Regions from separate parts of the Mus musculus genome. Here region 1 is linked to region 2. Evidence: chromatin contacts called from public HiChIP or PLAC-seq data. All regions are on one chromosome and are shown on one strand. Each heading gives the region's core, a stretch centred on a gene start, on an enhancer-like site or on the middle of the called end of the contact. The rest is flanking DNA. Distances are from core to core; before and after follow the strand shown. Region 1 overlaps Wdr70 (WD repeat domain 70). Region 2 has its middle 30 kb from the start of Osmr.

The links. HiChIP or PLAC-seq counts read pairs in DNA pulled down with a chosen protein or histone mark.
Region 1: a contact with region 2 is called in an H3K27ac HiChIP or PLAC-seq map of embryonic stem cells, with 4 times the contacts expected there. The contact joins two enhancer-like sites. A contact is called at or near these places in 11 of 39 promoter capture datasets (the 3T3-L1 cell line, the HPC-7 cell line, cranial neural crest and 6 more) and 2 of 115 datasets of contacts at active chromatin or transcription factors (astrocytes and embryonic stem cells).

The regions. Positions count from the first base shown.
Region 1 is chr15:8,085,552-8,089,734 of GRCm38.p6, forward strand. All of the region lies in intron 3 of Wdr70 (WD repeat domain 70), which reads right to left. Among named protein-coding and RNA genes, the nearest start is that of Wdr70, 12 kb to the right of the region's middle. Within about 2 kb of position 1,895, at least 20 of the 459 cell types and tissues checked have an H3K27ac peak or open chromatin away from gene starts, as enhancers often do. A contact at or near this core is called in embryonic stem cells, where this site is marked.
Region 2 is chr15:6,902,437-6,906,855 of GRCm38.p6, forward strand. No RefSeq gene overlaps it. Among named protein-coding and RNA genes, the nearest start is that of Osmr, 30 kb to the left of the region's middle. Within about 2 kb of position 1,310, at least 4 of the 459 cell types and tissues checked have an H3K27ac peak or open chromatin away from gene starts, as enhancers often do. A contact at or near this core is called in embryonic stem cells, where this site is marked.

The DNA.
Region 1 (4,183 bases), core at 645-3,144, 1.2 Mb after region 2:
AAGGGACTCCGAGGAAGAGGGTTGGGTAACTCCCCTCTTGGTGGCTCTGGCTGGGAGCAGCACTCGTCCGTCTGGATTCCCTACCCGGGACCTTTCACCAGAATGCTAAAATCATGACAGGTTTTTTAACTACACTGAGCCTCTAGAGGTTGGCTGGTTTGCTTTTAGACATAAAAAACTTATCCAAAAGAATTTTTCCTCTGCTAATCTCACTTGGCATCTGGGAAGGGGACATGAAAAGCAAAGGAATTACATAAATACTTTGGCTTTCTTTTGCTACCATCCCCATAATTTAACTTTTTTTTTTTTAAATGTTTTGGATTCCCCAAATACATATTATTATTATTTTTATTTATTTATTTATTATATGGAAGTACATTGTAGCTGTCTTCAGACACTCCAGAAGAGGGAGTCAGATCTCGTTACGGATGGTTGTGAGCCACCATGTGGTTGCTGGGATTTGAACTCTGGACCTTCGGAAGAGCAGTCGGGTGCTCTTACCCACTGAGCCATCTCACCAGCATAACATTTTTTAAAATGAGTTGTCCCCTATGCTTAAAATCCTAGCACTGGAGAAACACAGTCAGGAGGATTGACACAAGCTCAAGGCCAGCTCGTGCTACAAAGGGCTGGAGAGATGGCTCAGTGGTTAAGCACACTGACTGCTTCTCCAGAGGTTCCAAGTTCAATTCCCAGCAGCCACATGGTGGCTCACAACCATCTGTAATGGGATCTGGTGCCCTCTTCTGGTGTGTCCGAAGAAAGCCAACTCTGTATTCATATATGTAAAACAAATAAATTAATCTTTAAAAAAATTTTAAAAATTTTTTTTGGTTTTTCGAGACAGGGTTTCTCTGTGTAGCCCTGGCTGTCCTGGAACTCACTTTGTAGACCAGGCTGGCCTCCATCCAACTCAGAAATCCGCCTGCCACTGCCTCCCAAGTGCTGGCATTAAAGGCATGTGCCACCACGCCCAGCTAATAAAATTTTTAAAGTCAAAATTTCAATTAAATCTATACACCTGAAGCTAAACAGTGGCAAATAGCTTTGTAACAAGAGTATTTTCTTCTCTGCAGTTTTTGTTGCTGGGCATAGAAGACATGGGATAAGGAGATACCTGGCAAGTATTTAAAAGAAACTAATGTTCCAAATTAAAGACAGAAAATAAGTCTTCAGGAAGAGACCATGTAAATGCTTGCTCTTCGCTGAAGAGAGCCAATCAGGACAGAAGAGTAAGGCAGAAATTATTAGCTGCCTACACAACTGCTATTTGCCCTTTATCCTTGCTAAGAAACTCATTCTTTCTTCTGTCTGTAGGAGGCGACATGGAGCCTCTGGTCATGGGGGGGGGGGACCGTCACGGCCCTCACACCACGACTCACAGGGGGGGAACCATCACGGCCCTCACACCACGACTCACAGGGGGGAACCGTCACGGCCCTCACACCACGCCTCACGGGGGGGGGGGGAGCGGGGGGGAACCGTCACGGCCCTCACACCACGACTCACGGGGGGAACCGCCACGGCCCTCACACCACAGGGAAAGCGCCAGGCTAGAGTTCATGTCCTAAAAGGCACTAAACTGTTCTTACATGAATCAATCTTAACTGGGCCTTCTGTCTCTACAAGGAACCAAATGCATTTAACCATCAGCCTTAACACACATTAACAGGTAGATGGAGGCTACCAAGTGCAAGGAGCCTTTAAATTTGTTCTGTAAATTAATCTGTGTGGCAATCTCTGAAGCAAATACTACTACCCTACTTTACAGCTGAAAACTTGCCCACTTAATAGAAACATTAGTTGCCTTAGCAACAAACTGGAGTGTAGGCCCACTACAGCATCCTTCCTTGATGTGGCTGGACTTTCTAGGGGACTGTTTCTTCAGAATTCCCTGACAAGCATCCCTGCCTTATACAATAGCTAGCACACCTCTCTTCAAAGGCCTATCAAGTATGACCTTCACTAACAGCTAGTTGAGCAGACCCACCCACTATCAGAACTTCACAACAGTGAATTGGTCCTCCAAATTACTCATCTCATTCTAGGAAACAACTTTAGCCAGGTCTGGTGCTGTGCGCCTTTAATCCCAACGCTCAGCAGGCAGGATCTCTGTCCAGGTCCAGCCTCGTCTACAACGTGAGTTCTAGGACAGCCAGCATTTTACATAGTGAGAACCCCTTTTCCAGAAACAACAACAACAAAAAAAAAAAAGCAGTTAACTTTTTTTTTTTACTACCAAACTTCAACATTTCAGTTGAGGGATGTTTTGTGCCAATCTATTGCTTCATTAAAGGAAAAAAATGGGGGTTCAATGAAGAAATTGCAGAGGAAAAATATTAGTGTTTTCATGGTGGGCTGATGAGAAACCAAAGGTAAAGAGATTTCCTGAATGTAGGTGCCCGGGCATTTTTACCCAGTACAAAAACAAGTACAGCAAAAACTCTAAATATGCCTTCTCTTTACAAAAGCAAACCCATTTCCCACACGTTTTTTCTTCCAAGGATCTCAATGAGGATTTTGGATAAGCATTTCTCTAAAATCACACCATATTGTACGCATGTTACCCCCGTGCTCACAGGGCAGAGTAGGGCTACTTTACACCTGAAGTCAGCTTCGGCTACAAACACACCAAGTTCCAGGTTAAACTGGCCTACAGAGACCTTGTCTCAAAATAAAAACTAAGTCAGAAAAACAAGATTACTAACTATATAAATCTGAGCATTTTCTAATGTGAGTTACCCATAGGAATTAAAAGTGAAAATGTTTCACTTCTTTGTTTGTACCAATTCACTGACCTACCATGTCATGAAAATTTATACTTAACATTGATCTATTTAATAATAACATACTAAGAGAAAAAATTGGATGTGGGCACTTAAACTCTATTAATCACATTAAATATTGATAATGTAGCTACTATGAATCAAGCAAAATATCCTAATTATAAAAGCAAACAAAGAGGTTTAGCTTCAAAACAGAAAATATTAAACTTACAGTGTTCTCTAAAGTACTTTGGAACACAGATGTGAGATAATTCCAAGAAAAGTTAATCTACAATCCAGGTCAGTAGAAGATATAAGACTTAACTAGAGAAAAGGGAGTTTGAGGTTTAAAAAAAAGACATAAGTTTAATTTCAAAGTTTTTCTTTAGTATTTTCTCTTCTCAGATATTAAATCACCCATTGAAATCATACTCAAAGCCAGGCACGGTACCACACATCTACAAGCACAGGATTGGAGAAGGCAGAAAATCAGGACTTCAAGGCCATCCTCAGTCACACAAGCAGTGTGACACAAGCTTGACCCCTACGTCTGACCTGAGTAAGCAAGGAAAGACTTCACTATCAGCAGTAAGAATCATGATGCAATTCACCCACTTGTAAACAAGTCAGAGCCAGCAAGCCAAGAGCTTATAACAGCACCAGCTGCCAAGCCTGCTGACCCAATCGCCATAACCAATGTGATAGGAGAAAGGACTCCTGAAAAATCACCCTGGCCTCCACCCTCTCCACACACACACACACACACACACACAAATATTTTTTAAAGATTTATTTATTATATGTTAGTACACTGTAGCTCTCTTCAGACACTCCAGAAGAGGGAGTCAGATCTCGTTACGGATGGTTGTGAGCCACCATGTGGTTGCTGGGATTTGAACTCCAGTCAGGTGCTCTTAACCACTGAGCCATATCACCAGCCCCCACAAATATTTCTTTAAAGTCAGTAAAATTATGTATCAACTTTAATTTTATAATCTGAATATAATTTAATGCTCCAGGCTGGGAGAACACAAAAATAATCTTACAACTCCTTTTTTTTTTTTTAAGATTTATTTATTTTATCTATGTGAGTACACTGTTGCTCTCTTCAGACACACCAGAAGAGGGCATCGGATCCCATTACAGATGATTGTGAGGCACCATGTGGTTGCTGGGAATTGAACTCAGGACCTCTGGAAGAGCAGCCAGTGTTCTTAACCCCTGAGCCAGCTCTCTGGCCCTTGTTTTTCTTTTTCAACTAAATGTTCAATAGAGGTTCACATGTTGAGATCAGTAGAAGCCGCAGTTGAAATGAACAAAGAATGTGGTACTAGGCCAAGAAAGTTCCACACAATGAATTTACCCTCTTTTTTAACTTTCTTAAATGTACAAACCTAATAATTCCTCAAAACCACTCT
Region 2 (4,419 bases), core at 60-2,559:
GCCACTGTGTATAACAGAAAAAGGAGGGATGTACAAACTCGGCTGGTTATTCTGTTCTGGGCTATGGAGTCCCCTCTCACCATTCTCTGACAACTGCCCATTCTAGGAGGACAAATTCCGTATACTGAATATGATGGGAATTTAAATATCAGTGGGCCTCAGCAAGCTGAAGTGCCCAAGTGAGGACACCTCAGTCTCACTTGGGAGAGAGAAGAAAGCGATCATAAGTGGGGAGGGAGGGAGGGACTTGAGAGGGATAGTGAATGGGGAGGGGGGACCTGATCTGATACTGGGTGAGGGAGAAGGACTGAAGCCTGCAACCTCAGGAAATAGGAGGTTGGGGGACCCCCCACCCAGAGTGCACCAGAGTCGTGGGAGGTGAGAGACTCCCCGGACTCACAGGGGTTGATGAGATGCCTGACAGTAGGGAGAGGGAACTTATAGAGCCCACCTCCAGCAGGAAGACAGGACATCAAGTGAGGGATGGGGCTGCCACCCACAGTCACACCTCTGACCCATAATTGTGTCTGTCTGAAAGAATTACAGGGATGGAAATGGAAAGGAGCCTGAGGAAAAGAAGGTCCAGTGACAGGCCCAAAGTGGGATCCAGCTCAAGGGGAGGTCCCAAGGCCTGACACTATTACTGAGACTATGGAGCACTCACAAAAAGTGACCTAGCATGACTGCCCTCTGAAAGACTCAACAAGCATCTGAAAGAGTCAGATGCAGATATTTGCACTCAACAATGAACAGAAGCAGCTGACCCCTGTTGTTGAGTTGGGGAAGCTGAAAGACTTTGAGGAGAAGGGCGATCCTGTAGGAGGACCAGCAATCTTAATTAGTCTGGACCCCCAAGATCTTTCAAACACTGGACCACCCAACAGACAGCATACACCAGCTGATAAGAGGTCCCCAACACACATACAGTAGAGGACGTCCAGGTCTATGTTCATTCAGAGATGATGCACCTAACCCTCAAGAGACTGGAGGCCCCAGGAAGTTTAGAGGTTAGATGGGGTGTGGGGTGTCGGCATCCCTGTGGAGACAGGGTGTGGTGGGGAGGAGGTGTGGGATGTAGAACAGTAGGAGGGTGGGAGGGGAGGGGCAGGGAATGGAATAAGGAGTGTAAAAAACGAATTACAAATAAAATAAAATTTTAAAAAATCAGTGAGCCTAAGTCAAACCGGCCTAGATGCTGCTGTAAAGTTATTTAAATATATGATTAACATTTGAATCAGTACATTCTGAGAAAAGAGAAATCACTCCTTATCCTGTGAGCGGGCCTCCTCCAATCCCTTGAAGGTTTTAAAATAACAATGAAGAACTGGGTTTCCAGTTGGTTCAGAAGAGAGTGATCCCTTTTCAGCTTGGATTGGGGGTTCCTGGCTTCTTGGAGTGACTTTGGCTCACTAAGGGTCATTGCTCACGTAGTTTGTGTTGGACAGCCTTTACTAACTAACATCTTGCCTTCTCTCTTCGACACATCCTTACGGCCATTCTCAATCTAGACCTGCCCCGACTTTCTATCCCATTGCCCTGTCAGGCCTAGAAAATTCTCCCCGCTGCCAGCTCCTACAAGTTACACTTCCATTTGTCCTGTTCACTCGTTCTTGAATCACGTATTCGTTACTCTCCCTTGAAATTGCCAGCAGATTTTCAAGTTGGTTTAATGGACATTAGAAATCTAAAAAGAAACACAATATCAGTTGCTCTTTATAGGTTTACTAAGACCTCTGAATGTCAAGAAGAAATTTAAGATTCTTCATATGTGTGTGTGTATATAGTAGTAGTAGTAGTATATTATTATTATTATTATTATTATATTATTATTATTGACTACCAATGAAGCAAAACATCTACACTTAATTGTGAGATAAGCTTGTGTTCTGCTCTAAAAAACGCCTACCCCTTCATCTCCGTGATGCTGGTGCCTAATGTGGCTGTGGTGTGTGAATACTGAGGATATGTTTAACACATGAAGTTAAGTCTCTATTAAGGGATTGCTTGCAATTATGGAGGCCTAAGGAGATTAAAAGGCGGTTGAGATCTCACCAGAGGACACGTGCTTAAAGCGGGAGCAAGGAAACATTCATCATTCCTCCAAGTCACCAGGGTAGAGATAGACTACTTATGGTACTTATCAACAGGCAAGGTCTCCAAAAAGTTTATCTCCTGTGCACTCCCCCACCCCGCCAGAGGAAACTGAATAAAAAACAGAAATGAAAAGGAAAGGACACAACTGCTCCTAGGTATGGTGGAGGAGGAAGTTTATTGTAGATACAAGGGTGAGTAGGTAGAGGCAGACACATCTGGGAGAGGCCAGAATGGGCGTGGCCAGGCTGAGCTGGACCTTGTAGGGAGAGGGGGGACAGAGAGGGAGAGGAGAGAGAGGGGAACAAAGAGGGTGGTGGGTAACCAAAATGTCTCAACTATAGAGGGAAGAGCCTCTGGGGGAAGGTTTGAGCCACCAGAATAGGAAGATAGGAAGCAAAAGATCTCATGCAAGAGAGGCATACAGGAAGTCCTTGGATTAGTGGGAAGTGAGGTGTCCTGCAAGCAGGAAGCAGGGCTACGTATTGATCCCTCTAAACAATTCCTGTCCAGCGGGCTCTAGAAGCTTCTATTTCAAGATAATGAGATTGGCAGAGCAATTAATTTCCTCCACTCTATCTAAAGAAGAGCCCCGGGGAATGTATGCAGGAATAGACTGATGGTAAATTCGCAAAGGATAAAGCAAATGAAAAAGCAAGACAGATACTAACTTCAAGGACAGAAAACATGAGGGGAAGAAGGCAACTACGCAGATGACATTTCTGAGCCTTATAGTTTCTGTGTGCCATAGTCACGTGTTTGCTAAATGACTCCACGTCATTTAGTGCTGGTTTGATAAGTGGGTGACATGTGTACTCATGGATGAGCAAGCACCATCTTTATTCAGTCTTCCCAGAGAAAAGGCCATGGTCCATGCCTAAAACAGAGTAACAGAAAACAAACAATCTAGGCCCCGCCCCAGAAATCCAGAAAAATATATCAAAGGAGATGCCCCTAACTCCTCCTCAGACACTGAAAGTTGGGGGGGCAGGGGAGGCTGCTCTTTCTCCAACATCTGCAGAGTAGGAAGAGTTCTCTGGAGAGCAGAGGCTCCCGCTCATGCAGCAGGTTGATAGTGATCAGCACATGGAGAAGCCTAAGGGGTCCCAGGCCTGGAGGGCACTGTGGGATGGGATGGGGAGGTGTCTGGGTGAAGTAGGTCTAAGAGCAAGCAAATGAGTCTGCTCATGAGTGTGTTTGTGTTTTGTTGTATGAGTCAGAGAACAATGTCTTTTGCCCTTCTAGCTTTGCGTGGTAATATGACACATTGCTAATCCCAGGATTGCTATCCTTCATTGGTTACTCTGCCCAAGATGGCTGCCTGTAGGAACTCTCGTTCCCTAAACAAGAGGAGACCTGCAGGTTCTTGCAAAGGCAAAGCTTAAGGTTACCTGTTACATCCATTTCCTCACAGACGCACTCACCCGATATCCTTTCCAAGTCTGTCTTAAGGAGCTCACTTTAATAGGCTCAGCTAATTAAGGGCCATTAAACTTTCTTAGGAATGTAACCTCTAGTTTGAGCATTGTTCTTAGGAGGAAATACCATATCCTTGGTGAGGGAGAGTCCAAAAACTCATTGATTAACCAATTTGCTTCTACCTGCCTGGATGTCACTGTCAAATTGAAGCAAAACTAAACCGAGCACAACTCAGCTTGAGTATGAAGAAGGCATAGACTTCAAGACCGGCTTGAGTCAAGTGTGAGAGATAGAAACTGCTTCAAAGGGCCAGCCAGGGAAGCGGCTTTGTTTATTTATAGATAAAAAGGAATAAGGAAGGAAAAGGCTTCATTCCCACAGGAGGCTGGATGAAGGAACAGGAGCTCATTACGGAACGGAATGGACTCTGAGTGAGGCAGGCACCTAAACTGGTGTGCTAGTGGGTTGGATTGTTCTGTGCTGGAACCAGCCAGACACCAGGAGATAGAGCCGACTGGAACTTGGCATGTTCATGAATTGACACATCTGATGAAGAGGCGGCTAAGGGACACAGCGGGATTTATGTGTCTGACTTGATTAGCAAGATCTGGTGCCACCCTATGACTCTTGTATTTCTACTCACATCTGCTTGTGACCTATCATCATGCTCACAGATGAGTGGATCACTCACTCAACCCTCGAGAGAAACGTCTGTCTGTCCTGCATAATGATTAACACAGAGGTGCGCACCCGGTCAAGAGAATACAAGAGTGCTTATCTCTTAATGAGGCATCTATATCACACACCCACTCTGACTCAGGGGTCATTGTGGAAGAGGGGTGGGAAGATGGTAAGAGCAAGAGGCGTAGATAACTGCCCTACTATGTTCTGCCTCTCTGCCCGGGTGTC